Linked DNA regions of Mus musculus: regions 2, 3, 4, 5, 6 and 7 are each linked to region 1. A link is a contact called in public Hi-C, HiCAR-type and promoter capture Hi-C data. All regions are on one chromosome and are shown on one strand. Each heading gives the region's core, a stretch centred on a gene start, on an enhancer-like site or on the middle of the called end of the contact. The rest is flanking DNA. Distances are from core to core; before and after follow the strand shown. Region 1 holds the start of Clpx (caseinolytic mitochondrial matrix peptidase chaperone subunit). Region 2 holds the start of Aph1b (aph1 homolog B, gamma secretase subunit). Region 3 holds the start of Usp3 (ubiquitin specific peptidase 3). Region 4 holds the start of Fbxl22 (F-box and leucine-rich repeat protein 22). Region 5 holds the start of Zwilch (zwilch kinetochore protein). Region 6 holds the start of Herc1 (HECT and RLD domain containing E3 ubiquitin protein ligase family member 1). Region 7 holds the start of Map2k1 (mitogen-activated protein kinase kinase 1).

What was found. Promoter capture Hi-C pulls out the DNA fragments that hold promoters and counts their contacts. Hi-C and Micro-C count contacts between places; a contact is called where the count stands out from the background. HiCAR-type assays count read pairs that join an accessible place to other places.
Region 2: a contact with region 1 is called in a promoter capture Hi-C map of erythroid cells, with 42 times the contacts expected there. The contact joins the promoter of Aph1b here to the promoter of Clpx in region 1. A contact is called at or near these places in 1 of 39 promoter capture datasets (erythroid cells) and 1 of 484 Hi-C or Micro-C datasets (CD8 T cells).
Region 3: a contact with region 1 is called in a promoter capture Hi-C map of erythroid cells, with 14 times the contacts expected there. The contact joins the promoter of Usp3 here to the promoter of Clpx in region 1. A contact is called at or near these places in 4 of 39 promoter capture datasets (erythroid cells, hippocampal neurons, liver and 1 more).
Region 4: a contact with region 1 is called in a HiCAR-type map of astrocytes, with 5 times the contacts expected there. The contact joins the promoter of Fbxl22 here to the promoter of Clpx in region 1. A contact is called at or near these places in 1 of 39 promoter capture datasets (pre-B cells) and 1 of 115 datasets of contacts at active chromatin or transcription factors (astrocytes).
Region 5: a contact with region 1 is called in a promoter capture Hi-C map of erythroid cells, with 16 times the contacts expected there. The contact joins the promoter of Zwilch here to the promoter of Clpx in region 1. A contact is called at or near these places in 7 of 39 promoter capture datasets (3T3-L1-derived adipocytes, the HPC-7 cell line, cranial neural crest and 4 more), 1 of 115 datasets of contacts at active chromatin or transcription factors (large pre-B cells) and 2 of 9 other capture datasets (adipose tissue and liver).
Region 6: a contact with region 1 is called in a Hi-C map of B cells, with 6 read pairs. The contact joins the promoter of Herc1 here to the promoter of Clpx in region 1. A contact is called at or near these places in 5 of 39 promoter capture datasets (cranial neural crest, erythroid cells, frontonasal cranial neural crest and 2 more) and 1 of 484 Hi-C or Micro-C datasets (B cells).
Region 7: a contact with region 1 is called in a promoter capture Hi-C map of pre-B cells, with 4 times the contacts expected there. The contact joins the promoter of Map2k1 here to the promoter of Clpx in region 1. A contact is called at or near these places in 3 of 39 promoter capture datasets (cranial neural crest, erythroid cells and pre-B cells).

The regions. Positions count from the first base shown.
Region 1 is chr9:65,292,416-65,296,822 of GRCm38.p6, reverse strand. Clpx (caseinolytic mitochondrial matrix peptidase chaperone subunit) reads right to left here and starts at 2,563. Exons shown (of 14, transcript NM_011802.3): 1 at 2,258-2,563. The coding sequence starts at 2,336. It also overlaps the pseudogene Gm16218.
Region 2 is chr9:66,793,037-66,797,443 of GRCm38.p6, reverse strand. It overlaps Aph1b (aph1 homolog B, gamma secretase subunit), which reads left to right and starts at 2,021. Exons shown (of 6, transcript NM_177583.4): 1 at 2,021-2,191; 2 at 3,204-3,374. The coding sequence starts at 2,079.
Region 3 is chr9:66,590,735-66,595,141 of GRCm38.p6, reverse strand. Usp3 (ubiquitin specific peptidase 3) reads left to right here and starts at 2,027. Exons shown (of 15, transcript NM_144937.4): 1 at 2,027-2,358. The coding sequence starts at 2,268.
Region 4 is chr9:66,512,146-66,516,552 of GRCm38.p6, reverse strand. It overlaps Fbxl22 (F-box and leucine-rich repeat protein 22), which reads left to right and starts at 1,960. Exons shown (of 2, transcript NM_175206.4): 1 at 1,960-2,334. The coding sequence starts at 2,000. Usp3 (ubiquitin specific peptidase 3) reads left to right here. Exons shown (of 15, transcript NM_144937.4): 15 at 1-1,914.
Region 5 is chr9:64,171,057-64,175,463 of GRCm38.p6, reverse strand. It overlaps Zwilch (zwilch kinetochore protein), which reads left to right and starts at 2,533. Exons shown (of 19, transcript NM_026507.4): 1 at 2,533-2,646. The coding sequence starts at 2,573. It overlaps Rpl4 (ribosomal protein L4), which reads right to left and starts at 2,077. Exons shown (of 10, transcript NM_024212.4): 1 at 2,031-2,077; 2 at 469-640; 3 at 164-270. The coding sequence starts at 2,033. It overlaps Gm23344 (a small nucleolar RNA gene), which reads right to left and starts at 416; the gene lies at 349-416. Snord16a (small nucleolar RNA, C/D box 16A) reads right to left here and starts at 32; the gene lies at 1-32.
Region 6 is chr9:66,348,523-66,352,929 of GRCm38.p6, reverse strand. It overlaps Herc1 (HECT and RLD domain containing E3 ubiquitin protein ligase family member 1), which reads right to left and starts at 2,480. Exons shown (of 78, transcript NM_145617.3): 1 at 2,309-2,480. Gm30447 reads left to right here. Exons shown (of 2, transcript XM_006511600.4): 1 at 1-2,309; 2 at 2,412-2,605. The coding sequence starts at 1,859. The coding sequence ends at 2,587.
Region 7 is chr9:64,251,145-64,255,551 of GRCm38.p6, reverse strand. It overlaps Map2k1 (mitogen-activated protein kinase kinase 1), which reads left to right and starts at 1,947. Exons shown (of 11, transcript NM_008927.4): 1 at 1,947-2,339. The coding sequence starts at 2,260.

The DNA.
Region 1 (4,407 bases), core at 1,314-3,813:
TGTAAGGCCCTTGGTTCAATGTCCCACTATGGCAAAAACAGAAATATAAAGAGTGGTCCACAGCTGATGCAGGAGGACCACGAGTTTGACAGCAACTCAAATACACAGTGAGTTCCAGGAAAGCATCAGCTACATAGTGAAACAATGATGTAATTTACTTTTTAAATTTTATAAACTGTGTATGGGTGTTTTATCTGCATGTATATCTGTTACCACATGTGTGCCTATGAAGGCCAGAAGGTGTTAAGATCCCTAGAAGTGTAAAGATGGTGTGAGTTACCATACAGGTACTGCGAATTGCACTTAGGTTCTCTGGAAGAGCAGTCAGTTCTCTTTGGAGCAGTATCTCCAGTCACAACTTATTCAGCTTTTAATATATATATGTATATATATTATATATAACATATTTAAATGATTTTTTTTCTTTTGGGTGATAAGCTCTCACTTTATAGCACAGACTGGCTTAAATACCATGGCAACCCTCCAAAGTGTGGAGGTTATTAGCATGAGCCAACACCATACCTAACTTTTTGTTTTCTGAGACAGGTTTTCATGTCATCCAGACTAATGTGAACTCTCTATGCAGCTGATGTTGGCCTTGAGTCCCAGATCCTACCTGGATTCTTCATTTTGAACTAAGGATCTACAAAACTTTACAAATAATCTAGCTTGGCAGTGGTGGCGCACGCCTTTAGTCCCAGCACTTGGGAGGCAGAGGCCAGCCTGGTCTACAGAGTGAGTTCCAGGACAGCCAGGGCTACACAGAGAAACCCTGCCTTGAAACAAACAAACAAACAAACAAAAAGTCTGTCTGTCCGCTCTTTACTACTTACAGGACTCTATCTCTCTTTCTACCTTATAGGCCCAGGGTTGAAGTCAGGTTGTCAGACTGGGCAGCAAATACTTTTATTTGCTGAGCTATCTTTCTAACCCATTTGTCAAGTCCATTTAAAAAATATATACATCAGCTGGGCGTGGTGGCACAGGCCTTTAATCTGAATCCAAGGCCAAGACTGGTGTACAGAGTTCCAGAGACCTGGCTTGCCCCTGCCTAAAGACTGCCGGAACTAAAGTCATGTGCTATAACCTCCGGGCTGAAGCTAGAATTCTTTGACTAAATCTTATCAAGAACTCCTCCTGTCTAAAACACGTACCCTTTTTAATGCTGTTGTCAACCAAATTTAAACATGATGAATTTAATACCCCTAGTACCAAACTGTAATACCTTAAGCCCTCAACGAATGTAGGTCAAACAATACATTAAAATTATGTTTCTTTCCAGTGTTTACAAATCAAACCTCTGGAACTGGGACACCTACTTGAGGTGTGGCAATGTTTTAAGACTAAATCTTACACTTACGTGTCAATACTAAATGCTTCCGCCTATGTTACTCCATTTCATGTGTATTATAAACTGCCAATTATACAGTTAGTAGACAATGATGATTTTAGAATTAGTCAAAAAAAAAAAAAAAAGGAAAACTGCTTTTATTGATCCAAGGATCGTCATGAAAAGACATCTGTAAGTTCAGAGCCTAACAAGACCTAGCCTTACAATCTGATATGCATAGACTTGTGGGAAAGAAAAACGGGTTTCATTCCCGGAATCTCTTGGCAGGTGTGCACTCTGTCACAGGTCCTGATGAATAGAGAAGCAAAGTAAACAAGAGCCACTCCACTCTTAGAGGCTGATCCCAGCTGTCAAGCTGGGGAAGCGGGCGAATGACTGTTGCTAAATTTAAGTATTTCAGGAATTCCAGCGGTCGTTTTCGCCCCACCTCCCCGCTGCTTTCTTGGGACCCCAAGTTTCCCAAATATCTTGGGACCCCAAGTTTCCCAAATATCTGGAAGGCCAGCGAGCTGTGTTTACGTCTTGTCGTCCCCGAGACCGCACAATGTCAGTGACACCCTTGCGCTGCCGGTCCAGGCGACTAGCCCGACAACCGGGCACAGACTCCCCAAAAGTGACAGGCCCCAAGAAGGGCTGCACGGGGGACACTTTTAACGAGTGTTGCGTCGCACTCGGTTGTTCTCCCTGAGTTGAGGCGAGATGGCCTCATTCCAGCCCCCAAACTCCGAAGGCCCGAGAGCTCACAGGCCAGCGATAGCCCACCGGGTTTCCTTCCAATCCGACAGCCAGGTACTCCAGAGGCTCGTAGCGCCTCGCAGCCTTCAAGCCCTCCTCTCCCCCCGGGATCCCCACAGGTTCACTCGCCGAGAGCCCAGAGCGGGCACCGGCTCGGGACTACTTCGTTACCTCTCTGCGCGGAGGTGAGCGAAGTGGTGAGAAGCCGGGCGGCCGCAGCGCCGCAGGTACAAGCGCCGCAACTGGACATCTCCGCGGGGCCTAGGCCAGGGCTTCGCGCCCTGAGGATCGAGGGGGCTCAGCGACCCGATCGTGTCGCGCGAGTGTTCCGCTGACTGGCTCCGCTCCCTTCCGTCGGTTCTATGCTGGCGCAGCGTTTTCCCCACCAGGCAGCCAGGCCTGGACGATCCCAGCGTCCCACCGCCTTCTACTCACCGGAGTAGGCTCCTCCCCTCCTCCCCTCCCTCCCTACTCTCCCCCATTCCCCGCCCACCCCGGCCGGGGAGCGTGCGCGCGCTTGCGTCCTAGACCCAGGAGGAGGCGTGAGTTTACGCTGCGCATGCGTGGAGACTAACGTGATTCCAGAGAATGGGGCGGTAACCTGGGCACCAATGAGCGCGCTACGGCAAGCGGCGAACCCAAAATTTTGCGGTCGCCTAATTTCTCGGGAAGTCTCTTTATTCGGATGTTAAAAAGTTTTAGACCCAAAGAGACACGCGCCGTGTCGGGAGTTGACCCTACGCTTCTTAGGAGCAGGGGAAATAAAAGCGCAAAAAGGTGAGGATCTTTTTTAAGTGATCCGAAAACTAAGAATGTAATTCAGTGGTAAAGACCATAATCCCACATAATAATTATAAACAGACAGTAACTACCAGGCGCTTGCACTTCGGCAAGTTCCTTCCTTCATGGACTCTATATCCTGGCTTCCTTTATGTTCGCTGTTTCGTTTCATTTGCAGCATGGAAATGGTCTCCTAATCCCACTCCCACTCCGAGCAACAAGCTGGATAGAGCTAGCTTTCCTTGCTCTTTCAAGCTTTGTGATGATAAAGTTTTCAGTCGGGGCTAGTTGCCTGTGTGGATTTTTGTTTTGGTTTTCTGAGCGAGGGTTTGTCTGTGTAACCTTGGCTGTCCAAGAACTCCCTCTGTAGACCAGGCTGACCTCGAATTTAAGAGTACTGCCTCTAACACCATATGGGTTTTATTTGGGTTTGGTTTGGAATTTATGCCAGAGTAATTATATATATATCATCAACTCTAGCCGCCAAATTGCTAGGTGGCCTGGAACTTGTTCTGTAGCTGAAAATGGCTCTGAACATCTGATGCCTGTGCTCCCACCTCTAGATGAGACTACCGAGTTGTACCACACCCTGCTGGAACCTTTAGACAGAAACTGTGAGGAAAGAGAATTAAGCCAGGATCAACACCAGTTCACTTACATTAACCAGCGTCAATCTCCAGCCAGAAAAGTGACTTCCAGTTCCCCGGGTCTAGCTCACAGAAGGGGAATTCCAGGTGGTTCATACTACTACAGGGTTCTTTCTTAGAGAGCTGACTCGTGGTAACACCTCATGGTAAAGTTTCAGAGATGAAAGAGAATTCTTGTCTTTCTTCACTAAGACCCACTCCTTCTTCAGCTGCATCCAGGAATACAGTTGTGAGGAGAGACTCAAGTCCTCTCAGTATGTTGCTTTCCAACTGTGTTCTTAGACTCTCTCAGAAGCTCTCCCTCCATGGATGCTGTGAGCAAACCAAGAGGGCTGTCTCTGGCTTCTCCCGCCCAAAAAGAGAAGTTATGGGTTTTTTTGTTTTTGTTTTTTCGAGACAGGGTTTCTCTGTGTAGCCCTGGCTGTCCTAGAACTCACTCTGTAGACCAGGCTGGCCTCGAACTCAGAAATCCGCCTGCCTCTGCCTCCCAAGTGCTGGGATTAAAGGCGTGTTCCACCACTCCCGGCTTCACACACATTTTTTAAAAATCTTTGCTTCATGCATAGGAACATTTTGCCTGCATGAATGTGAGTGCATCACAAGTGTGCCTGTTGAATCCCCTGGACCTAGGGTTAATCATGGCTGTGAATCACCATGTGGGTGATGGGAACCTGGTACCTCTGCAAGAGCAACGTGCTCTTAAATGCTGAGTCATATCTCCAGTTCTAAAAATATTTTTTAAAAAGACAAGCAGCAAAGCCAGGTGATGGTGGTACATGCCTTTAATCCCAGCACTTGGGATTAAAGAGTCAGGTGGATTTCTGAGTTCAAGCTCAGCCTGATCTACAGCTCAAGCTTCAGGACAGCCAAGGCTGCATGGAGAAACCCTGCCTC
Region 2 (4,407 bases), core at 772-3,271, 1.5 Mb before region 1:
GGAGAGATGGCTCACTGGTTGAGAGCACGGATTATTCTTCTAGAGGTCTTGAGTTCAATTCCCAGCAACCATGTGGCTCACAACCATCTGTAATGGGATCAGACACCCTCTTTTGGTGTATCTGAAGATGGCTACAGTGTACTCACATAAAATAAATAAATCTTAAAAAAAATGGTCTGAGCCAGAGGCCAGGGTGGAGCAAAGCAAACAGTGTCTTCTAGATTTGGCAGGACCAATGCATTCATTAAAAAAAAAAAATGCATTCACAAACCTAGAGCAGCCCTGTTTGCCTACACAAGATGAAGCTCGTCAATATTCTAGCGCAGAGTAGGAAGAAGTTCATAAGATGCAAACACTGACTGGGAAGCGATTGACAGCTTGGCTTTTCAGAGAGAGTCAGCTTTCCTCGAGGGCATGGCTTCTGGGAGGTAGACCACACTCTAATGGATGTCCCTACAGCCAGACGTACATGAGCAATACAAATTAGACTCAGACTCAGTGTGTAATTTAAGAGAAAAAAAAGAACACATGAAGTTGGGAGCAGGTAGGGGATGGAGGTGAATCTGGAAAGAGGATAAATATGACCAAAATACATTGTATATATGTTCAAATTATTGAAAATATTATATTAATAAAAGTAACTTCAGCATACTTGGTGTTAATAAGTAGATAGGAACAAGGCATAGGAGAATAGAAAAATGTTGTTGTCCTAGCAATGCTGCATGTGGACTCTGCCCGTCTATGTACTAGGTTCATCCAGTTCAACCTAAGCTTCATTTAAAAGCAAACCCACTCATAAATGACACAAGATCAAACACACTATCCCTAACACCTAGGACCGTAAACATTTCACCAAGGTCTCTTAAAGAACAATAATTAGTTTTCCACTCATCGGGCTAAAAGAACCTTATTAGAGTGAACCTAATTAAAGAGTGAAGTCAAGTCAGTTTATTTCTAACAACTGACCCACTTCTAACTTCTGGAGATGAGGGAAGACAAGAACTAGGAAGATGAAGATTCTGCTGGTTGCTCTGGAATTTTCTCTGGTTTGTGATGACCAGAAACCTCTTCATCTGGCATAACCCTTCATAGCCCTACTGATATGTGACCGGGAAAGGCTGCTCTCTGGGTGGGAAGAATTCTATGTGTTTTTTACATGGATTCTGGCATTTCTCTATGCATCAGGTTTTGTAATATATATGTCAAGTATTACAGCTTTCACCTCTATATTCTTTCTCCATCAGCATGTAATCCAGGTATAAAAGCTAAGCCTAGGAACAGTGGGGCTCAAGGTGATGAACAAAACTCCATCAGTAACTGAGCAGGGACAAACCCTAGGCCTAATGTCTGGAGCGGCTGACTCTGACTACACTTATAACACCTCGGAGCCCCGCCCACTACATTACCAGGTCTCCAGAACTTCGGCTCGCTTTGGCTGGAGTAGGGCGGCACTCTGAGCTTGCTCTGGCTGGAGTAGGGCGGCGCTCTGAGCTCGCTCTGCAGGCGCTGACAGGTCTGGGAGCGACTCAAAGCCCCGCCTCCCAGGCTCCGACCTGGCTCCGGTTTGACTGGGCGTGGGACTCCTCCAGGCTCTCCGCCTTCCGACCTCCGTTCCCTGTTCTGACAGGATCTGTGCTCCGAAGCCACGCCCCTCCTCTGCCCTCGGAGCACCTCGAGTCCCCTGCCGAGCTCCGCCCAGCAACCCGCTTTTACAGGCCAAGGAGCAGCTCAGGCCCCAACTCCCGAACCCTGCCTTGTCCCGTGTGACTAGAGGACCTCGAGGTCCTGCATGCCAACCCTCGCTCTGCCGTCCACTCTGATAGGCTATGGAACTCTTCCAGGCCTGGCCTCCCGAAGCTCCCTCCTGTTGCCTCTTTGACTAGGGCACCGAAGGCTCCGCCTCTCGAGCCCCGTCCCGCCCTCGGCATCTCCAGACCCCGCCTCACGGGCTCCGCCTCGTCCACTGCTCTGACGGAGCACCGGAGCCTCGCCACCCAGCCCCGCCCCGTATCCAGGACCCGCTGTCCATTGGGCACTGCAGGGCCCTCGGGCCCCCGCGACTGGCTCCCGAGGTCGTCATGACGGCTGCGGTGTTCTTTGGTTGCGCCTTCATCGCCTTCGGGCCCGCGCTCGCTCTTTATGTCTTCACCATCGCCACCGACCCTTTGCGAGTCATCTTCCTCATCGCCGGGTGAGGCTGCGCTGTGTCCCGGACGCCGCGGGTTCCCTCCCTCTCCTGGGTTCCCACGACCCCGGGATCCCCATCTCCCAGGGGCTCCAGCTTGTGGTGCGGTCCAGGGCTGGAACTGTTCCTGGGAGGGTCTGAGAAGAGCAGGCCCGTAGGCTAAGCAGGCGCCCCTTGGCTTCTGTTGGCTGAGTGTGGGAACAAGCAGATAGATTCCTGCATGAAGCCTTTGTCTTTCTGTAGGAATCTCTCATTTCCCTCAGTGCTGAGCAGCATCGAAGAGTCGTTATCACTACTCTCTGCCATTAAAGTCACCTGGAGATCAGATGTTTATTCCCTGCCCCCCACCCTCACATCAATCCTCGGACTCAGAATGTCTGTGCAGACTATTCAGGCTCAGATTTTCTTTGTAGACTCCTGGGTAATGGTTTGGGTGCAGTCAAGGAGGAAAGTTCGAGAAAACACAGTAACAACTGACCAGGCGGCATGTCCTCCTGGGAGCTTGGTAAATACCGGAACTCTGCTGGTGAACGTGGTCTTGGTCTCGCTGCACCTGCCCGAAGTTTGCAGCTTCTGAACTTTCCATTATATTAATGCAGGCGTTAGGTATTCATTTTCTTTTAGAAAAAGACACTTGACAATATCTAACCATTAAACTTATATTTTCTGGTGAATTTTGAGGATATGAAATTTGCAACTGTCACTGGTTGTATATTTCTATAGCACACAAAGCATCTCTTAGGAAAAATAGTCAGCAACCAAGTGCCTCTTAGTCCTTGACAGATAGTGCCCTAGCGTGCACGCGACAGGGTCACTGAATCGTTCTTGTTAAGCACATCTGACGTTCCTCTTGGACTATTTGTCTCACTAGGAGAAAAAAAAAATTCTGATCTAAAACATCACTTTGTGAGGATTGTTTACTAAAAATGATTTGTAGCTCAAGCAGGTTTGATTTAAAGTCATTATTAAGCCTGTGCTTCTGTTAACTTGTGATTTTTTTTTTCCTTCTACGTTCCAGTGCTTTCTTCTGGTTGGTGTCTCTCCTGCTGTCATCCGTTTTTTGGTTCCTAGTGAGAGTCATTACTGACAACAGAGATGGACCAGTACAGAATTACCTGCTCATCTTCGGAGTGTTGCTCTCTGTCTGTATCCAAGAGCTGTTCAGGCTCGCATATTATAAGCTGTTAAAGTAAGTTAAGTGTTTGTTTTATTTTCCCAGTTAGACTTGAATTACGATTTAGTGATTGCTACAATTTTAGCCTGAAAATATTGAATATTTAAATTTACAATCCGGTTTGCCTGCCCTCCTGCTCCTCCTTATCTTTCTCTCTTCATTCTTCCCAAAAGTGTTTCTTCAAAAATTTCCCAATGCCAGACACTTTGTAGAAGCTGAGGTACAAAGGTGGGTTAAGAGACAGAAGCTCTGGCCTGGTAGAATTTATAATGAGAGGAAACAGGCAAGATATGAATGAACAAAAAGAAATCCACTATTGAAGAAAAATAACCCAGGGAAATAATTACTGAAACAATAAAGAGCCTTTCCACTTGAACTTCATGCTTCCCTCCTACCACCTCAAATAAATTATTCTTATGGAAATTATGCCTTCCATTATTTTAACTGTTAGTGGGAAACAAAGGCTCACTTAAAAATATTTTCTATAGTTTCAAGTCTGCAAATGAAAGATACATTTAACAAAAAACCAAGCCATGAGCTCTCTTTTTGGGGTTAGGATGTAAGTATTTAAATTGATTTCTTATGCTATGCTTTATTTATGCATTTATTTATTTACCTAGAACACAACTGTCATTGCCTAACACTTATCTTCTGTAACTGCTGTGTTGTCTAAAATTGCTGTATGATACCTGAAATATATGGATAGTTTAAAGCTTGGATTGAAAATTTTGCAACCTTATTCAGTTTTTATATAACATTGATACAGTAACTATTTTGTCATAAAAAGCTAAGATAATCACAGCTACAGGGTTTTTGTGAGTTTGCTTGCTTGCTTTATCTCCCTACCCCCATGCCCTCCACACCAGAGTCTTTGTGGAAGCTAGAGGAGAGCTCTGCCACTGACCTATACCCTTGGCCCTACTATAGGGTTTTGTTTGTTTGTTCTTGTTTTTGTTTAAAGAAGAGTCTCTCTGTTTTTTTAATTTTTCTAAAATGGTGTATTTAGGTGGGCTGGAGATGTATAGCCTTGGGTTCATAGCGACATAGT
Region 3 (4,407 bases), core at 778-3,277, 1.3 Mb before region 1:
AAAAAAAAAAAGGCAGGAAACCAGGCAGACTTGTTTGCTACCTTATGGCTCTCCAAGAGGAAAACAGACATTAAACAAATAATTACATACATACAAGAAGACAAGAAGAGTGTTTTTGAAAGGTCCTGTAGGGGTAGTCAGCACAGCTCTCACAACACCCTGGGAGGTAACCTGGGGCTGGAGAAGAGTCAGGAAAGGCCTCTGGTAGGAGGTAGGAAGTGATGTTATGTGAGGTCTAGGGGATTTGAAAAACGTTTCTCAGAGGTTGAAAAGAACTACATACTAGTAGGAAAGACAGCGTGGGTCAGGCTCCACACTGAATGAGGGGCTGTGGGTTCACTGAATGAGGGTCAGTGCCCAGAGGACTCTGAGAAGGTTGCTTGAGAAAGACTTGTGAAACAAATAGATGGAAGAGACTGAATAGGGTTCAGATACTGTTTATTCTCCTCTCTCGTCCCAAGGAAGCAGTCATCTCCTTTTTTTTTTTTTTAATAAGAAAAACAAACCTTATCTGTTAATTACTACAGGTTAGGAATTCACACAGATAAGTACTGTTTTGCCAGTGGATAGGCGAGGAAAAAGAGTCGAGAGGACTAGCTAAGGTTTGCCATGAAGTACCTGCCAGAGCTGATCTGAACAACTTTCCACAATTTCTCACCATCAAAACCCGTCCAAGCCTTGTTTTGACAGCAATCATATACAACTTGGGGAAGTGGTAGAGTTGCTTGGACTGAGGAATCTGAAATACCACCCTGGGCAGAGATGTCCTAGGTGGGTGGACACTATCAGGCAGAAGGCTACAGGGTGCAGTAGTGGGGTGTACGGAAGTGGCTTAAGGGGTGCTAGAGGCGTGCACTTCAGGGAGGTGCCCAGTGCTAACTAACCACTATCCGGCCCAGCCAGTTAATCATTTCCTGACCTTTCCTTTCCTGCCCCATGGATTGGCACATTGTTCTTCCCTCTCCACTTGCTTGTCAGGGGATGAAGGAAAGAAGCCCCTTTACCAGGTTAAACACCACCAACCAAACAAAGAAAGAAAGCCCAACTTTGGAGGCTAGATTTGTGGGAGCCCCAGATATCCTCAAGGCAGAGAATGTGAGGTGGCAGGCTCTCTACCTCTAGACGCTCCTCCTGTCTTCTTCACTTCTTTCTAGAGAGAGATTTGAAGCGGGGGGGGGGGGGGTGCGGGGGTCCAATCTTCCTAAAGCAAATTATACTCTTGGTTTCACTTTTTGTTAAAAAGGGGACCGTAGCAGCAGCTTGAGAGGGTGTTTTGAGGATTAAATGAGGTGTGGTATGCAAAGTGCCTGGCTGGGAGCCAGGTGGGCTTCTAACAAATGTTACACTGCCTCTTTTTATTACCTAGCACCCGCGACCTTGTACAGCAAACTGGATTATTTCGTTCAACTTCAAGAGGTATAGGTATGAAAATACCCACAATGGGCAGGAGATATCAGTGAGTCATAACGGCATGGCGTGGACCCCGAACACAGGCGTTCCGGTGGGCCCAGCCGTGCAGTATCCCGGTGACACACTCAGGCCAGAGTTCAGAACTCAGAACAGTTCCGGACCCCGCCTGCTACCGGGAGAACACGAAAGTCAGGACTGTTCTGGGCTCTTTGCAGCCGGCTGGGCCATCGAGGGCCACGCCCCAAAAGTCTGTTTCTTCCTGTGTAAAATGGGGCTTCAATGCACGTCGGTGTGAGTGGTTTTCATTTTCCGTACTCTTTGCGGTGTGGTCACATATTCTACCTCGCTGTTGTAGCCAACTCACTGCAGTAGAAGCAGCGGTCCCGACCGCTCTGCCCCGGATGAGTACCCACACTTGTCGGGTTCCCAAGAATCGGCTGCAGCGGCCGGGGGCAGATTTCGGAAAGTCACTTCACATCCCCGTAGGACTTTACACTAGCTGCTAGCACTGGGTGAGCACCAATGCCCCGCCCACTGACTAGTGTGGGGGCGGGGCCCGGGCTGGCCTGGGGGCGTAACCAGCAGGGTGGGCGGGGCCGCCGGAGAAGGCGGAAGCCTACTGTCCCTGGGCGGCGGCAGAACCAGGAGTCCGGATTTTCACGTTCTCCGGAGCGGGGCGCCGGGAGACGGCGGATGGCAAAACCCGGCGCCCGGAAGCCCTTGCTTTCTTTGACGCAAAGGCTCGGGACCCAGAAGCCGCCGTCTGCCCAGTGCCGGGTCAGAAGCGACCCCAGACGGAGCCTCTGAAGTCCCTCCGCCCCAGAGCCTCGGCTGTCCCCGCCGCCGTCCTCGTGGCCATGGAGTGTCCGCACCTCAGCTCCAGCGTCTGCATCGCCCCGGACTCAGCCAAGTTCCCCAACGGCTCCCCGTCGTCCTGGTGCTGCAGCGGTGAGTGCGGCTCTGGGGCTGGCCGGCCGCGCACCCGAGGTCCCGGCTCTGGCCCGGGCCTTGCCGTCGAAGGGCCGCGGGTGCGGGGCAGCGCGCGGCCTCGTTGGGGGGGGGGGGAGGCTGAGGGGAGCAAGCGGGCCCGGCGCGCGGGGCGAGGGGACGCGGCGCGGCGCGGCGGGCGCGGTGGCGGCTCCTTTGTTTCGCGCGGCCCGACGGCCGGGCCGGCTGAGGAGAGGCCCGCGGGGGCCTGAGGCGAGCGCGCAGCGGCGGGATGACGCGGCGGCTCGCACCCCAAGGCTCCGCGAACCTAAGGGCCGGCTCCGCGCGCGGCCGCACGTGTGGCGGGGTCGGGCTCGCGGTCCCCCGTGGGCCGGACAGGCAAAGCGCCGCTCTGCGGGCGCAGCTTTGTCTGGACTGCCGGCGCGCGAGCCCCTTTGGGTTGCGTTTCCTCGGGTTCCCACAGGCTCCTGCCTCCCCCGCAGCCCCTGAGCGGACTGCGCTGGGGGCTGCTCACCTCGGAGTCTCTCTTCAGCCTGTGAGGGTGAAGTTTGAAAACAGGCTGCGGGCTCCGAAAGCTCCGGAGAAGGCAGCCAACAGCTGCTTTGGAGGGGCGGCTCGAGGTTGGGTGTTTTGGGTTTTTTTGTTTTTTTTTGTTTTGCCTTTCGAAGATTGTTCCGAGGCAGTTTTTCGGGTTGGCAGGGATTTCGTTGGGAATTCCCGAGTGCGTGTAAGACACTTCGTAGGTTTATGTTATGCCTTCGAGTTGCTTAAGCGTTAACTCCTTCTGCTTCCTTGGAAGCCCCGGTGCCCTCTCATTGTCTGCCGGGACTTAAGGTCGGACGGGCCACCCGGCTTTGATTACTTCCTGGTAGGGCCCTGGTGCCGACGCTGGTCTTTGTTTATGAGCTTTAAGATTATCACTGGCAGCTTGGGCTGTAGTGTAAAATGTGAATCGTGTGCATCAGAAATCAAGTTCATCTGCAAGGCTGAAAAGACGGTGGGACGATTCAGCAGAGTGGTCTTTCAGCCTGGGTTGGATTGGAGCTAGGAAGGTAGTTTAGGGACTGCTTTAATACTTTTGACGTACTACTTCTTCAAAGGGGATTATATTCTTGAAGCAAAATATACGGGGTAACACAAGGAAAACTGTCCTCCAGGATAAGGAATAGAAATAACTGCAGTTTTCTGGAGCTCCAAGACTTGGTGTCTTGCTTACCTTTGTAAAGTCAGGTGTCTTTCTTCTGTTCTGCATGAAGCCTTTAAAGATTAATAAGTTAATTGGTTTCACAGGACAGTATTGCAGTTCCTTTGGTTTGTGAGACTGGGTTTCTATGATAGCCCAGGGTGACCTAGAATTTATAATTTTCCTCTCTCAGCCCTTGGAGTGCTGGGATTATAGGCATGTGCTACCCCTTCTGGGCCAGTATTGCAGTTCTTTGTGGGAGTGCAGAACTTGTGTGAATGGGTCTTACCTGTAAATACATCTTCAACAGTGAGTCTTGAGCTTGGAACATAACACTACCAACAACAGGCCAGTCCATGTGGTCTGTTAGTTCATTAGCTGTAGCTGTGGGGCTATAGTTGAATTTTCTCAAGAGAGATTTGTCACACACACACACACACACACACACACCCTCTCACTAGGAAAAGCTTACACCTCACAAGGAATGGGGCACTTCTTGTTCATCTGTAGTCAACTACAGGGATTCCGAGATGGGTGTATCAATACAAGCCTAATTTTTTTTCTATGTAAAATTATATCAAACTTAGAAATGGCTTCACTGTGCACATGCATCTAAAAAAATTATGCAAGTGGCAGGTATCCTGTTGTGAGTCAGTCTTGCCTCCATCAGTTAGGGAGTCCACTTTGGGGAAAAGAGACAGCAAATGAAGCCCCTCTTGAGGAATTCAGCACATTAAAATGGAGCATAACTGGGAGACTTGTGCTGAAAACAAGAACAAATTAGTAATGGAAGGGTGATTTCTTTACAACGTGCAGTAAATGGTTGCCTCTGACCCTGTTTTGGAAGGATGGGTCTAATCACTTGC
Region 4 (4,407 bases), core at 711-3,210, 1.2 Mb before region 1:
GAAGTACATGTGCCTATTTGTTTTAAATCTAGCCTTACTGCACCGGTTACAGGCTTCTCTCTGTACTGTCTAGGGCTTTCCCACGTGTGTTCTAACCTGCATGCAACTTTTGCTCAGAGCGTATGCTGAGGCAGGGCCTCATGCATATCCTGTCCTGTCAGCCCATGGCAACAGGAAACTCCAAGTCCTCCCACACAGGTGGGGATAGAAACAGTTTGTGGCAACACAAGTCTCTCCATGGTGGAGAACTCTAAGCTTATCCACTGTATTCTACTCAGTGTGTAGTGGCAGATGATGTAATTAAACCAGTCATATGCGCTGGCCCTGGTTGAGTGTCGTGTGTCACACCTGTGGTACCTGCTCAGATTTATTTCACTTCTTTGGTTTACTTTATATGTTTAACCCATTGTAACCTCTACCGTCCCCTAAACTCTCTCATGGTCCTCCAACTGCTGAAGTCACCTCTTGCCCAGGCTTTGGAAAGGCTCAGGTAGGAACTGTTTCCAGAGCATGGGTCTTCTGACAGCCCCGAGAAGATGCCACAGCACAGGAAAGAGGAGGCACATGTGTGTGTGACTGTCACCACTGGGCAGTAGCCCTCAAGGGAGTGGTGGCCATGCCAAGATCATTGGCCATTAAGACTTAGTAGTCTGTATGATGCCAAGATGTCATTGTGCACGTTACCATTCATTCTGGCTGCAGACGAATCACATCCTAGTCCCGCCTCACCAGCTGGGCTCTTCTGTGGATTGTTTCCAGGCAGAGCAAGCCGGGCAGTGGTGGCGCTCGCCTTTAGTTCCAGCACTCAGGAGGCAGAGGCAGGCGGATTTCTGAGTTCGAGGCCAGCCTGGTCTACAAAGTGAGTTCCAGGACAGCCAGGGATATACAGAGAAACCCTGTCTCAAAAAGCCAAAAAAAAAAAAAAAAAAAAAAAAGAGGAGGAGGAGAGGAAGGAAGAAGAAATGGCAGAGCAACAGCCATCAGGGGCCAGTCTTGTAGCCTACATGGGCAGGAGGAAAGGGGAGTAGTCATTAAGGGGTTCTGTGGAGTTCTTTCAGGGGAAGCTGTAGTAGTCTTAGGTTTCCACCAAGTTGTATGCACTTAGAGCAGCTTCATACTTCCAGATCTGCAGCACAGCTTCCTAAAAAGCAGGGCAGCTGGGGGCTGTGTGCAAGCATTGAAACCCATCAGACTTGCAGTTCACTTCCAGTTATTTACACTTCAATTAAGTGTTCAAAAATAGAAACTGCCCACCCTCACATATTGGGGAATGCTATCTAGGACAGATAATGAAACTCTGCAAATCACCCACGAAAAAGAACACATGCACCAGTCTGTCTGTCTCACACACACGTGCTAGCTTTTAAAATAACATTTCAGATGAATCTTATGACAGTTTAGGGTAAAAATGGAGCCATTTGGGCCTTGCCATTGGGGTTTAAAGATAGCTCATCTTTGCAAGGTAGCCATTAGTGTCCTGAGCTAAAGTACCAAGCATGATCCTCAGATTCCACTCACAGTTTGGGGCATGGTAAAAATGACCTCTTCCTAGCAAGGGTGAGCAGAGGAGCCGCACCGACACACTCTGATACCTAACAGCTAATACTCACTGTCCTGCTAGGAGAAAGGCTGCAAGCCCAGGAAGGGCTGTTGTCGCTAATTACCTCCAATGAAAACACCTTAGTAAAAGCCAAGAGCCCTGTGCTCAACACTTATCAGCTCAGAGGAAAAGAAATCCCTTTTAAGGAAAACTTGTAACTTCAATGGGCTGCTCTTCTGCCAGGACTTTCAGGCCCTCTGAACATAAGCCGAACCACAGATGGCTTCGAGTAAGTCTGGATCCTGACACCCGCCCTCCCCACCCCGAGCTTCAGCACCAGTTGTTGGCCAAAAATAAACACCATTCCTCAACCATATATGTCCACCAGTCCTGATCTGGGGAGGAAGCAGGAGGCAGGTCAGACCCTTTCTGGGCATTCACGTGCGGCCACCACTCACCATGCACATAACCCAGCTCAATCGGGAGTGTCTGCTGTGTCTCTTCTCCTTCCTGGACAAGGACAGCCGGAGGAGCCTCTCCAGGACTTGCTCCCAGCTCCGAGATGTGTTTGAGGACCCCACCCTCTGGCCCCTGCTGCACTTCCATTCTCTCGCAGAGCTCAAGAAAGACAACTTCCGGCTGAGCCCTGCGCTGCGCAGCCTGTCCATCTGTTGGCATTCCAGCCGTGTGCAGGTGTGCAGCATCGAGGACTGGCTCAAGAGCGCCCTCCAGAGGAGCATCTGCAGCCAGCACGAGAGCCTGGTTAATGATTTCCTCCTGCAGGTGTGCAACAGGTAGGCCACCTTGCCCCTGAGCACTGTGGCTTTGTTGGCCCTGGCTCCAGGGAGGGCTGGGAAGCACACATTCCAAGAGCAATATGGCTCAGATTGAGACCAAGGCAGACAACCAGTGCCCAAAGAGTTGGGTTAAATCGGCTCACTCTCAGCTCCTAAAAATGCTGCTGTGGCAAATGAAGTTGAGTTCAGCTGGGTTCAGCGGCTCCTTGGAGCAGCTGTCTTCACTGGCAGCCATTAAGGCCTGGTTGGGTTCAGCTGAGCCTGGATTTTCAAGGTCAGGCTCCCAAAGGCATCAGTTGGCTCAGGCCTCTAATTTGGCCAAAAATAAACACCATTCCTCAAACAAGAATGCAGTTACCGAGGCCTGAGAACTGCTGCTAAGGAAGGAGAGCTAGGGTGCTCAGGTAAGCTGAAGCAAAGCCTATGCAAAGTAGCAGTGAGCGTCTCCTCTGGGGAACACACTTGTCCTGCACAGCACTCAGGGATGGATTTCAACTGTCAGGGCATAAGGGATACTCTGAGACATAGTGTGCTGTGCCAGTGTAGGACTGCCAGATCTTAGCAAGTAAGATACACACCACCCAGTTATATTTGAATTTGAGATAAACCGTAATAGGGGATGCCCTGAAAAATCCCCTATTTGATCTTTTGATGCCACACATCCCTCCCTCCTCCCCCCAATCCCTTGCACAGGCTGAGCCACAAAATGGGTCAGTCACACCTTCCTGTGCAGGGAAGCTATGGCCAACATGGCTGTGCCAGCTGCTGAGGAGAAAGAGCTCCCTGCTAGCTAAGAAGCATGGGTGGTTGCTAGCTGCTGCCATCTAGGGTTAGTACCACTGTGGGCTGGCCTCACCACAGAAAGTAATTACAGGGGCCTGCCTTTCACTTGTTCTCTTCCCAAGTTGGATTTGGGCTTGGCTCTGACAAGACCAGGCAAGGCCATTTTGATGGGTTTCACTAGGCTGCAAGGTTATGGGCAGAGTGTGTGTGTGTTTGTGTGTTACAATCCCACAGTGGTTCATTCTTGCTGGAAGATAACCAGGTTTAATCCCTGAAACCAGCAAGATTCGATTTTTACAGGATCTGCTAAGCACCTGTCCCCAGTGTCAAAGAAAGTGCAAAGGTATTGAGTTTCCAGTTCTGATATTGTATAACTGACCTCAGACCAAATGTTTAAACGCCCACCTCATACCTTTCTCTGCAAAATGAGAAAATCTGTATCACAGGACCAGAGGATGGAGTGACAGTAATTTGAGAAAGGTAAAATGAGCTGGGGGTGTAAGAGAGTCAGCTGTTCTGAATTCTTCTGCCTTAGTTGGGTTTCAGTCTAAACCTTAAGGCCAGATCAGGCAATATGCTGAGGGCTTAAATGCACCTTCATAACCATCACGAGTAACTTGCCAAGTCACTTGAGCCACCGGGAGCCAGTCTCCTCATTCACAAAACTGGTGTAGTAGGTGTAGCGTGCATGATGAGGGAGGCATGGGCTCGGCGTGTGAAATGGTACCAAGTCCAGCACACTTTAAATTTAAACCTTCCCAGGCACAAGGGAGATGAGCTGCCCCAGCTAGGTGCAGGCAAGGCACTAAGCGGAGGGTGGTGTGGAAAGGAACCCGACCCTCCAATCCACATTCAGCTCCTCGACCACAGGGCCCAGGCCCACTGGAGGCTCCGCCCAAGGAGGAAGCCACGTGACCATCCTGGGCTCTAGGAAAGTGGGTTGTGCCAGTAGTGGGCTCTGCTCACCCGAACCTCAGTCCTCACAGGTGCATGGCTACACACTGCCCAACTCTTCTACCATACAGAAGTCAACTTTGGTTCAGTGATAGTCCGGTCACATTACAAACTCCAGGGCCTGGCGCTAGCGGCCCTGGCTTTCAGGCTGCTGACCCAAAAGCCGAAGTAACTGTTGCAGGCAACCGAGCTGACGGTCTGACCCAACACTATGGTTTTCAGTCACTAACCACTACCCCAGGAGACCTCTCCGCCCACAGAGTCCCTGTCACGCATGGATCCCAGCCTCGGGGAGGATCAAAGGCACACAGCTGTCCCTTTCAAAGACCCCTG
Region 5 (4,407 bases), core at 1,284-3,783, 1.1 Mb after region 1:
CGCTGTGAACAGAGTAAGACGCAAATTACGACATCACTGCAAGTTCCCAGCCAAACATCTCCAGATTTTTGTCTAGAGAGACTCTAGTATGTTTAAACATGATTCAAATATTAATTAGCCTAAGTCCAGTTGGTCAGTTGCCAAGAGCACTAATCAAGGATACATTTCCAAAGGCACCCTGGCCAGATCGGTGGGTCCCACCACCTCGAACTCTTGGAATTCGAGCCACAGCTCTGCCAGTACCCCAAGACTCAGCACTGGTCTGATGACCTAAAATTGGGAAGAACAAAAGGTTTAGGAACTAACTCATAACAAACCCATGACTTAAAACTAATGCATGATAAAGGCAGTATCAGAATAGCCAAGGAAAATCATGTAGTTCAGAAACACGGACCAATGGAATCTCATCATTTACTGCAAAGGAGCCCTGGAAAGTATATAACCATGATGACGAATGCAAATCCATACCTGCCAATTCACTGACGGCATAGGGCTGTCTGTTGTTTTTCCTCAAGTTGGTGTGAACGAAGTTCACAATATCTGGTCGAATGGGAGCTTTGAACACAGCTGGCAAAGTGACATTCTTGCCAGATGACTCTCCCTTTTCGGAGTACACCGATATGAGGGGACGGGCACAAGCCTTGGAAGGAATAAAAAAAGTAACTAAAACAGAGGAAGTACCATCTCCTGTATTTGAAACCTAGATTTTAAAGCCCACATTATTAGTACTTGCAAACAGATATGACTCCCTGGGGACTAGGAAGGCAGGTGTTAACTGTGTGAGACAGGAAATACAATGCCAATAAAACCATATAATGTTATAATAATAATAATGGATTCACTTAAAAATAATCAAGAGTACTTATATTGACAACATTGGAGACACATTCATCCCATAATTAAATGTCAAGAGCTTGATATCTGGAGACAAATATGTAAATACAGAAGTAAAAGTCCCAATATTTGAGGCCATATACAGGCCAATCTGTGGAATCAGTTTGAGGCAAGTATTGCTTTGCAGGAGACCCCAAATTCAAGCAACACAGTAAACCACCACTGGGTTTATCATTTCAATAGTTTTACAGCAAAAGGACAACCTGAAAATCTATCAATTTTAATGAGAAACAAACTTGGAAGCAACATTATAAAAACTGTTCATAGATACTGTTTAATGAGGACATGTTAAATTAATTCTACCCTCACCAACTTCAGCAAAGCTGGCCTGCTCATTTATCCAATGTTCCAGACCCCTTCAAATTCAGAAACGTTTTGATACTCTGAAAGACTCTTAACTGAGGATTCCACCAGCACTTAGGTCTGACCTATTTCCCATGTGCCCTTCCAGATACTATACCATCTCTTCTACTATACCCCCCTTTAAGTCGTCTCACAATAGGACAACCTATCTAGTCGGTTTAACGATGAATCTAACAGTCTCCAAATTACTGTGGTCAGAACAACCTTAATCCATCTACAGATAAACATTCGTGGTAAAACAATATACTAATTACTACTGAAAACTCGCTTAAGATTCAAAGGTCTAGATTACATCATATAAAGTAACGAAGACATGCATTTCCAGAAATTGTCTTAAAGAGGTGAAGGCAATCTTCCTGGAAAGCATAAATTCAGATATCCTTCAGCCCTTTTCTTTGAAGACAATTTCTCCGGACTGAAAGCACATGACCCGCCACGGCCTGTGCGGAGTTGTCATCGGACGATCTCGAACCCCTGACAAGTCTCTGGCATCAAAACGCTCGGCTTCCAGCAACCCTGCTTAGAACTAAGCAAAGCTTAGAACTAAGAAAAGCTAAGATCCCAAAGGTTCCTCTACCATCCACCTGGCGCTGTTGCCCACGTTGCCTCTAAGATGGCTGCCTCAGCGCCCACAACTCAGCTCCGGCCAGAAAAGGTGCTAGGTTTCCTTTCCCTCGTCTCCTCTCTGCAGATTCCATGTTCTGAACCTTCGCCCTCCTCTATAGCCGCCCCCCAGACCAGGGGGAAGCCCAGTGTAGAAGACCTCCACTCACCATGACGGGGAGAGGAGAAGGCCACGCTCCTCTCTACCCGGCTGCTCCCACAGGAAAAGGAAAGACTTGTCACTTGTACTCTATATATCCTTCCACTCGTCTTCCGCATCCTGCCCCTTATCAAAATCAAATTAGAGACACGATCTATCTTTCTGCTACATGTAAAAATTTCAAAAGGTAATATTATTGCGTGACGTGTGTTAAAATTATGTATTCATTTTTTTTAAAGTTAAAAAGAGTGATTAGAAAGGAGGGACTCTTTTTCGCGGAATAATTCGTAACTCGTCACAACTCTCGCGAGAATTATCTTTCTCCTCATCCCGCCCACCCTCATCATAACATCTCTTTTAGTCCATTTTTTCCCCCCTAACAGAAATGGGAGACTTTTGGAATAGTAAATTGAGGGGATGCTCTACTAAATTAAAGCAATGTGTTAGCGTTGAGTACAAACCGAACTTAAAGCGTGAAGTAGTTCCGGCGGGGCGGGGTCATGGCCTCTGACGTCATTGTCTGGGCGCGCAGTTCAGTTTAACTTCTTAGCAATGGACGGAGGCCACGGCGGTATGTGGTCGCGAATGAACCGCGCGGCGGAGGAGTTTTATGCTCGTCTCCGGCAGTGAGTTGTGGTTGGGGAATGGGATGGTACTTGTCCCTCCCCTGCCGGTGGTGTTTGCCACAGCTGGCTGCCGGCTTTCCTGGACCTGGGATGTGAGAGGCAGCCAGGGCTCTGCGGAGGCCTAGGCTACTGCCGGCCTCCGGAGAAAACACCCGAGCTTACCCAAGGGAGGCAAGATGGCAAAGCAGTGTACGGATTGGACTGATGTACACGCTTCTAAGTAGAGGCTCCTGGGACACAGAGAGCTAGATGTCATCGGGCCTCAAGCTCAGAAACGGACAGAATCCGCATCGACCCTCCTCGGCAGCCTCCTGATGCCGAGATGAGAGGCGTGAGCCGTGCCACAAATTCACTGTGTTCCCTCAGTGAAATTCTGTCAACTTCTACATCCTGTGTGAAAATCTAAGTCAGCGACTCACATCAGAATCACCCACAGGGTTGCCAAAATATACATTGACTGGCTCAGCCTCTGAGATTTTTGATTTCGTAGGCCTGATGTGAAGACAAAAAACTTTAATTCTAGGTGCAAGGTGTTGCTAGTTGGGTATAGCCCATTAGTCTCTAAATGCTATCATTTTTAACTGCCATTATTGCCCCTCCTGTTTACAAAAGCAGTAATAATTTTTCACTACTACAGGAAAAGAACTAATGTGCTTTTGTTTTTTAAGATAGTTTCAGAGCCCGGCGTGGTGGCGCACGCCTTTAATCCCAGCACTCGGGAGGCAGAGGCAGGCGAAGTTCGAGGCCAGCCTGGTCTAGAGAGTGAGTTCCAGGACAGCCAGAGCTATACAGAGAAACCCTGTCTCGAAAAATCAAAAAAAAAAAAAAAAAAAAAAAAAATAGTGTCTCTGTGTAACCCTGTCTGTCTTGGAACTCAATCTGTAGAGTAGGCTGGCCTGGAACTCAGAGATCCGGCCGCCTCAGCCCTCAGAGTGCTGGGGGTCAAAGGCGGGAGCCACCACTGCCCAGCTAAAACTAGTGGGTTTTAGTGGTTGGGTTTTTGTTGTTGTGTTGTGTTTGTTTTTTTTTGTTTTTTTTTTTTTTGAGACAGGGTTTCTCTGTGTAGCACTGGTTGTCCTGGAACTCACTCTGTAGACCAGGCTGGCCTTGAACTCAGAAATTCACCTGCCTCTGCCTCCCTAGTGCTACGAATAAAAGCATGAGCCACCACGCCCAACAAAACTGATGTTTTTAAAGAAGCTAATGTCTTTGAGCTCAGGAACTTGAGTTGTTTTTAACTGTTGTGGTATTTTGCCATGGTGTTAAGTACTTTATTGTTTTAAACCCAAGATCTCTGAGTTTGGACTTGTAAACATCGTGGCCCGGTGTCCAATGTGCTGTCCTTACAGGCATGTACCATTATGCCCAGCTTTTGAGGTTCTGGAAATGGCTTCACACATTTTAGGCAAGCACTGTTATTCCCGAGTTATGTTCTCAGCTTCTATGGTTGTTTTATGTCTGTTTTATCACCTCCATTGATACAAATTTATTTAGATCCTTTATGCTTACTAATTCTTTCCTGGATGTTTTCATCTTTCCATGCATAAACTCTAGAAGTTTTCACTTACTGTATCCCTCTCCGTGCCTACTGAAGTTTCTTGGTGATCTCCAGGGCTTCACCACAAACCTAGGAAGAAATTACCATTCTTGCCGATGTGGCATTTAACTCCAGAATTCTTCAAGTTAAGAGTCCTAAACTTAAAAGACCAGCCAGCTTCTTTCTTTTCATCTTTCCCAGACTCCCAGCCACTTCTGTTGTTT
Region 6 (4,407 bases), core at 1,231-3,730, 1.1 Mb before region 1:
TACAATCTCCTTTTTAAATGACTCAGCCAATATTCTCTGTTCAAGATCTTGATAATATTTAGAAGGTATCCCTAGCAACCTGTTTTGTGGGTATACTAAGACAAAGTTTTATATATGATGAAAAATAATTGTTTGTTGTTTTTATGGTTGATTACCTACAAAATTTCAAGGGCTTGTTCACGTGCTTTGATCTCTCTCACATAGCCAAGACGCCTGAAAATCTTGATCATTCTGCCTCCACCTAAAGCTCGAGTTTGGTTTCACAAGTGTGCTTTTTACCTAACACAATTTTCCCTTATCACAAATACAGCATCAACATTATCACTTACAGTCTAAGAGTCCACTTTAAAATCAGCTGCCCACTGAACCCAGGCATTTTGCTCACAACACCAAGACTTTTCACCATGTATTACATGCGTCTTCTACTAACCAATCCAACACCAAAAACAGCACGTCCTCCTCTAACGTGTTATCCATTTCAATGCGTTATCCATTTAAATAAAATATTTTCACATGTTTACATTAATGAGACGACTATGTGATGCATTTGCTTCTCCTCCATATACCACCAGCACGACTGCACAGAGAAAATACATAACCAGCAAATCAATGCATCCATGTTGAAAGGAACTGGCAAGACCAGAAATTTAAGAAGCAAAGTGATAAGAACCTTAGGGAAAGCAAAATTCATACAAGTTGCTGATTCCAAGAGGCCTTAAAAGGCCATCCATTTCAATGACAACTGATAATCTATCCTCCTTTTGAAAGATGCCAGGCTTCCAACCTGCCATACAATCCGGTCATGTGATTTGGGAAAAATATAATTGACTGTTCTTTGTCCTACATTATGCTGTTTTTTTTTCTCAAACTACATGACAAAATATTTTAACCTATTTCTAAAATATACAGATTTACAAGTGCAGAGGACAAGCATGCATTGACACGTGCATTTATGCATAATACGAGCACTCGGGACATTCACTTTTGCTTGTATAAACACACAGGTATGTAAACATATAATCAAAGGCACATCACCATCAATTTTTTAAAAACTTTGAAGCTTACTTTCTCCTCATCGCAATTAATTTTTCTTTTCTTTATATAAACACCGGCCCGATTTAGAGGACTCATCACACAAAAAAAGAAAAACTATAAAAATAACTCAGATATTATATCCAAAAAGAACAATGTTAAGGTTTGACTTTTAAAGCTATTTGAGCAACAATCATTTTGAAAGAAGACACAATGAAATATGGTGACGGCTGGGAACAGCCAATGATAATGAACAAGTAACCCGGCTTAATCAAGTGGGCCAAAGGAATGGTTCAAATAAAACAAATCATTTTGGGAACATACATAAAATAAGGAAGTACCATTCAAGGACAAGCTAGGTACTCTTAAAAAACAAAAGAGTCTGTTAGAAATATATCAAAATATTAACAGTGAAATGCTATCTCTGGAGATGGGTTATTAATTCGTTGGAATTTATCACTCTTGATTACCTATACACCTTCAAGGTATTACACACATTTTTAAAACTAACGCAAATGGAGATTTTTGTCCCTGTGCTTCACAGCTACCATACACATGCATGCATAGTACATACATACATACATACATACATACATCGCGTCTTTACATAACCTCCTGGGAGAGGTAGGTACCAAGCTTCTGTCCTCGTGTCTCCTGGGAACCTGCCACCCATCACTGTTCCCAGGGTTAGCTCCTGTCATCACCACCATCCACCTCTCACCCTGGAGACTACACAACTGTCGCCTCGTCTCCGCTCCAGGTAGCAAGGGCTTTAGAAATTGTTATTTTATCCGAAGAGAGATTCAGAGAAAGGTTTACCGAAAGGATGAGCAGCCCCCACCCAAAAGCGCAGACGAGGAGAAAGACGCACGGTCTCAACCTCCACCCCTCCGAAGTCGGCCGGCGACAGGGAGCACCGGAGTCGCGACTCTCCTCAAGAGGAAGAGATGGGAGAGCCGCTCCCCAGTCCCAGTCCCAGCTAAGAGAGACGCGCTCGATAGCGGATAAAGGGGAGAAGGTCACAGACGCGACCCCTGAGGCGCTGAGGGGCGCAGACTGCAAGCTTATTCAGGGGCGGGTCCCTCCCTCCGGCAGGTGGCTCGGCTTCCAACAGGCTTCCAGGGGGCCAGGGGTTCCTCGGGCCTCCGCCCGCCGTCCACCCGGAGCCAGCAGTCCCGCTCGGCGGGCGGCCCCGGAACGGCCCCGAGCGGCTCGGCCGGGCCAGCCGATCACACACTCGGGAGGTCACGATGGCGAAAGAGAACGTGTTACCTACCGTACGTGGGTCGGGAGCTGGCGGCGATGGGGTGCGGCTCCAGCACCCGGCACCCGGCTGGCCAGCGGCCGCGCTAGCCGCGTCCTTTATATTTTTGCTGCAGCGGCGGCGACTTGTCAAAGGGAAAGACGTAAGAGGCGGCGGCGGCAGCGGCGGCAGCGACGGCGGCAGCGGCAGCGGCAGGCGAGTCTCGCGGGACTTATGAGGGAACTCTCGCGAGATCAGAAGCGCTGGTCCTGCCTCCTCCGGGCCTCGCGCGGGAGGTGGGAGGCAACCTGAGAGGAAAAGGGAGAGAAGATGCCGGCTTAGGCAGTGATGGGAAAGCGATGAGTACATCGCCGGCCGGGAGACCCTTCCTGTGAGGGTACTGGGGACACTCTACCGCCCCATGTCTCTTAACCGCTGGGTCCTCGCGGAGTCACGTGTGCCCGTAGGGAACTATCAATTGGGGGCATTTCACAAAGGGCGCTGAAGGATCAGGCGAGCGTGGATGTGTTCAGGATGAGTACGGGACAGTCTGCAAGAGGATCGGGGTCCGAATGCTGCCGAGGCCTCGGGGCTGCCGAGGACCGAGAGAAAAAGCTGCGGCCGGCCACACCCCTTTATCTCGGCTGCTTGCCGGGCGCTCTACTCCCTTTATCTCCCATCACAGTCTGCCCTTAACCTTGTGGCTGGTTAAGTTTACGCCCAAGCAAGTGTTTAAGTTGACCAACTTCTGCCCTGTCTGAGGAACACGGGAGGATTGACCTTTAGTACAGGTCTTGACCCTGACCTATACAGTGATGCACTCTGAGGAAGAACACTAACTTGGTCATCTAGCCCAACGTCTAGCATAGATGTAGGCGCTCAAATGTTGAATTGATATTGTTGAATGCCTCTGTACTTAAGGACTCCCAATCTCACCACTGTAGCCACCTTCAGCAAAAGGTTTTTCTGGAGAGAGAGCGGTTAAGAGGGCTATCTCTTACAGAGTGACTTGGCTTCACTTCACTTCAGGATGTCCAAAACCACTTGTAACTTCAACACTCACTTCTGAACGCTACAAGAACCTGCACTCGCGTTAACATACCCACACATACACATGAATTTGTTTTTGTTTTCAAGACAGGGTTTCTCTGCATCGCCCTGGCTGTCCTGGAACTCTCTGAAGACCAGGCTTTTTCCTGATTCTGCTCCAGAGTGCTGGGACTAAAGGCTTTTGGGGAAGGGGGGACGTTATAAATAAAATCTTTTTAAAAAATTCTTGTGCTAAAGACATAAACATACATGGTATAAGCAGCTGGGTGGGGTGGCAATCTCTGTGAGCTTGAGGCCAGTTTGGTCCACATACTGAGTTCCTCCCCTTTGGTTCAATTGGAAATGTGTATCATACAAATTTAGCCTAAGACAAAAGCTACTCTCAGCTTTGTGTGTGACTTGGAATGGCTTGCTTGGCTTCCCTGGACCTCAGTTCCTAATCTGTTCATTTAGAATATTAGTTATTATGACAGGGTTCCTCCTTAGAGGAGTATAGATAATGAGATAATCACTAAATAGAACTTCTAATGGTGCATATAAACTTCTATGTATAAGATGTGTGTTCTAGTCTAGGTATGAGAGGCAGATTAGCATGGAGTGATGACATTGTTGCTAGTGCTTTTTATGGTCTCAGGTGTTTGGTTTTGGTCCTGGGGAGAAGGGACTGAGGTGCATATTTTTCATATCAAAGCAGACCTGGCCTCCTGATTCTCCCTGCATCCCTCAGTTCCGACCTGTCATACCCTGCCCCCAAATGTGAGCTTTGCAGCCCAGGGGCTGGGTTGCCCTTCCCCCAGAGGCTTCTCCCTATAGAATCCAGACATTTTGCGTGCTCTCTCTCTCTCTCCCTCCCTCCCTCTCTCTCTCCTCTCTCTCTCTCCCTCTTTTCCCTCTCTCTCTCTCCTCTCCCATTCTCCCACTCTCTCCCTCTCCCACTCACTGCCTTGCAGACCTGAGTTCTGTTCCCAGCACCTATATCAGGAGGCTCCCAACTGCCTGGAACTCCAGCTCCAGAGAGATCTGACACCTCTGGCCTTAGCAAGCAGCTACATTCACATGTGCATACCCCCATACAGATATGC
Region 7 (4,407 bases), core at 698-3,197, 1.0 Mb after region 1:
CCTTATACCTAGTGTCTTTAAGTCTGAGTGGTTTCAAAAGAGGAAGCTGGAATGTGTATTTTCAGAAATTTATTTTTGTTTTATATGTATTTGTGTTTTGCCTGCATGTACATATGTGCACCATGTGTGTGCCTGGTGCCCTTGGGGGTCAGCAGAGAATGCAGGCTCTCCTGGAACTGGAGTGGTGGATAATTGGGAACCATCATGCAGGTGCTGGATATGAGCCTGGGCTCTCAGCAAGAGCAACATGTCCTCTTAATCACTGAGCCATGTCTCCAGCCCCTGAAACTGCATTTTTTTTCTGAATATGAACTATTGAGCTATTTGATAAATTCACATCTTATGCTCCAACAACCATCACAGAAAGACAGGATAAAACAATATTTGTTTATCTTGATGCTGATAGACTAAATGGGAAGTTGGTAGACTAAACCTAGAGTCTTTAAGGGGTGGGCAAGATAGACAGTGTCTCATGTGGCCCAGGTTAGGTCTGAAACTTGCTAGGTAGAGGAGGAACTTGCTAGGTAGCCTTCTGATCCTCCTGCCTCCGTTTGGTCAGTGCATGCCCCTCAATACCTATTTATGTCCTGGTGATTAAAAAAAAAAGATTTATCTGATTTATTATTATCATCATTTTAATTTTTCTTTTTTTTAAGATTATTCATTTATTATATGTAAGTACACTGTAGCTGTCTTCAGATACTCCAGAAGAGGGAGTCAGATCTCGTTACAGATGGTTATGAGCCACCATGTGGTTGCTGGGATTTGAACTCAGGACCTTTGGAAGAGCAGTCGGGTGCTCTTACCCACTGAGCCATCTCATCAGCCATTTTAGTTTTTCACGACAGGGTTTCTCTGTGTAGTCCTGGCTGTCTTGGAACTCACTCTGTAGACCAGGTTAGTCTCCAACTAGGGATTTCCACCTGTTTCTGCCTACCGAGTGCTGGGATTAAAAGTGTGTGCCTGACTTTATTTTTAATGATGTTTGTGTGTGTTTGGGTATGTACACAAGAGTACATGTACCCTCAGAGGCCAGAGGCATGGTATCCACTACAGCTGGAAGTTACAGGTGGTTGTGAGCTGCCCAAACACGAATGCAGGGAACCCAACTAGAGTCCTGTTAAAGCAAGAAACACCCTCAACTTCTGCGCTAGCTGTCCAGGCTACTCCAAACTTGACTTTGCCAAAAGGCTTAGAAAACGAAAAAGAGGATATGAGATTGGATACATTTAGGTCGGCTGACCCCATTAATTAGACTTCAATCTGCTCTCAAAATAGGCTTCACTAATTTACCACCTCTGCAGCACGGAGTTCTCAGCTGTGTACCTCCATTTTAGTAGAATTAAAATAGAAAAATCATGTCAGTTTAGTTTAAGGAGTCTCTTGACAAGTTTTCTTTTATTTTGAGACTGGGTCTCACAATGTATCCCTGGCTGTGTAGACCAAGCTGGCTTCGAATGCGTACACATCAGCCTGCCTCTGCCTCTTGTACTGGAATTAAAAATGTGCACTCCTGGCTTTTGTTCAATTTAGTTTGCTCTTACTCAATTCCGCTTGGCCTCAGGACACGAAAAGGGGTCCTTTTCTTATTTATTTTGTACTTTTGTCTGGGTCAAAATGACCCAGCCCAAGGGAGGAGAAGAGTTGAGATAAATAGGCCAAGCAGCCCCACTCAAAGGCAAGATGACCTGCGTGCAAGAACCTCGTACAGCAGCCACCTGGATACCGCTGGTCAGCAGAGGGCGCCCGGAAAGCCTCCCTTTAACTCCGCCCCAAGCCAATGCGCCGCGCCTCCCGTGACGTATTTCCGCGTCATCTGCCTCTGAGGCTAGTCCCCATTGGCTGTCGGCGAAGCGACGGGGGCGGAGTCAGGCGGGCGTGAGGGAAGCGCTGCAGCCCCCGTGGGGGCGGGGCCTGCTCGTTTCCCCGCCCCTCCCTCACCCTCCAGTCCCTCACTGGGACGTCTGTGCGCGGCGTCTCGGAGCGCCGGAGCAGCGGTGGCCGCACTTTCTCCAAGCTGGGGCTGTAGCTGAGCTGTGGGTAGTGCGCAGGGAGCCGTCCGAGCCCGAGGAACCGGTGTGCTGAGGCGAGAGTTCCCGGCCGGCGAGCGCGCGCAGCTGGTTCTCCGCGTGGGTTGGGCGGAGGGTCCCAGGAGCGCGGCGTTGATCGAGCCGCCCCGACTCTGGGCAGAGCCGAGGGAGGAAGCGAGAAGCGGCCGCGCGCTCCCTGCTGAGTTGCAGGCTCTTTCCCGGCTGCAAGATGCCCAAGAAGAAGCCGACGCCCATCCAGCTGAACCCGGCCCCCGATGGCTCGGCGGTTAACGGGACCAGCTCGGCCGAGTGAGTACCGGGAGTGGCCGGGAGGCCGCCACCGCCAGGCGAGGCTTCGTCACGTACGGCCCGGCTGGCGGGGGGCGAGGAACTCCGGCCGCCGGGCTATCAGTGACTAAGCACTGATTGGGTGCCTGACTCACATCGACCGTGCACCCTACAAGTCCCGATCCCCCTCTTTCCCAACAGTGTCTGTCGTCCCTGGCCACCGACATCAATCTTCGCCCAAGAAAACGAAACCTAATGCGTCCCCCCCTAGCTATTGCCTAAAGGGCATACTCTGGGATTCTGGCCTGTAACAAGACGCAGAGCAAATTCAGGTCGCTTCTCATTAACCTTTGAGACCTCCTCGGGGTCTGAGTGTGGACTTGGGATGGGTGAGCCCCATTTACTTTTGGTGCCTGACACCTGTGGGGCCTTGTGGCCGGTTGATCGCCTGGCCAGCGGGGGCGTGTGTTCACAGATTTCCCCATGGCTTTTCCCTGGTTCACTTTGGGGACTCCCTCATCCGTGGCCTTTTTCTTGAGAAGTACCTTGCTCGAGGGAGGAGTCTCTCTTCATCTGTCCGTTCATGCAACAGTTCATCCCCTCACCGGTTATTCTCCCAGCTTTGCTTAGTTGACCGGGAGCCGGAAATTGACTTGAGGCATAAGAACGATGACCAGGGAAACAAAGCCAAAGGTTGCTCGGTATCTGCAGGGGCCAGTGTTGCTTACAGACAGATAAGAGTTTATTTCATAAGGTGGGTTTCTGAGCCCACCTGTTGGGTTTCTTCTTCATCTTTCCCTGAGGTCAGGAGACTTGAGAGGTATCTGATAAAATGAAAGTAGCTTCAGGCATTCTGTCCTTTGGAGATTATTGTAACCCCCCTCCCTCCTTTCCCTAGATTTTAATAACTCAGGACCTGTTGGTATGGTTACTGTCATTGATACCTGCAGTAGTATCAATGGCAGGGCTGGTAGTGGTGGATTTGTGTGAGCATAGCCAGATTATTAAGACTTGCTTCAAACACATCTTTTCTTTAGGTCCTTGACATTGCCCTTGACGTTGGATTTGTAACATATGTCTTTGAGCAGCATAATTAGCATTTGTTCAGTGTGTATGTACAGCAGTTTACCCCCTGTAAAACAGACTGCAAGTCCCCCTCCCCTCTTTCAAGGTAAGGTATTCTTCAGCAACTCTTTTCAGGACAAATATTTTTGTGAGACAATGGAGTGGGATGGGTAGGGTCTATATGTGTAACCCAGACTGGCATAGAATTAGCACAAGCTTTTTTTTTTTTTTTAATCATATTATTTTTAAATTTTTTTATTATTTTATTTATTTACATTCCAGTTGTTGCCCCCTTCAGTCTCCCCTCCCACAGTTCCTCATCACATTCCTCCTCCTCGCCTCTGAGAGTGCCCCCCCTTCCCTGGAACCTTAAGTCTCTTTCCAGGATTAAGCTCATTCTCTCCTCCTGAGACCAGACCAGGCAGTTCTCTGTTATATATGTGCCAGGGACCTCGGACCAGCCGGTGTATGCTCCTGGTTGGTGGCTCGGTGTTCGGGTGCTCCCTGGGGTCTGGGTTAGTTGAGACTGCAGGTCTTCCTATGGGGTTGCTCTCCCCTTCAGCTTCTTTAATTTTTTGCCTAATTCAACCATAAGGGTTCCCGACTTCAGTCCAATGGTTGGGTGTAAATTATATTATTTTTAATGATACATGTGTATGTTTGTCTGCATGGGTATGTGCACATGAGTGAGGTGCCCTTGGAGGCCAGAGCTATCAAGATTCCCTGGATTCGTTGGAGCTAGTTGTGAGCCATGAGTGCTGGAAACTGAACTGTAGTCCCCTGTCACCTGCAGAAACAGTAAGGGCTCTTAAGTTTTCAAACTGCTGGGCCATCTTTCCAACCCTTAGGATAAGTTTTGTTCACTCTAGATTCTTGTCAAAGGTTAGGGCCCTATCTACCTTCAGATCTTTGATTTTGCAAGTGGAGATAGATACCTGTTGTCATGCTCTTGTTCTTTTTGACGTTGTAACTGTACTCCTTTAAAGGAAAGGTAGCTTTCATGTAAAGAACTGACTAGGGTGCC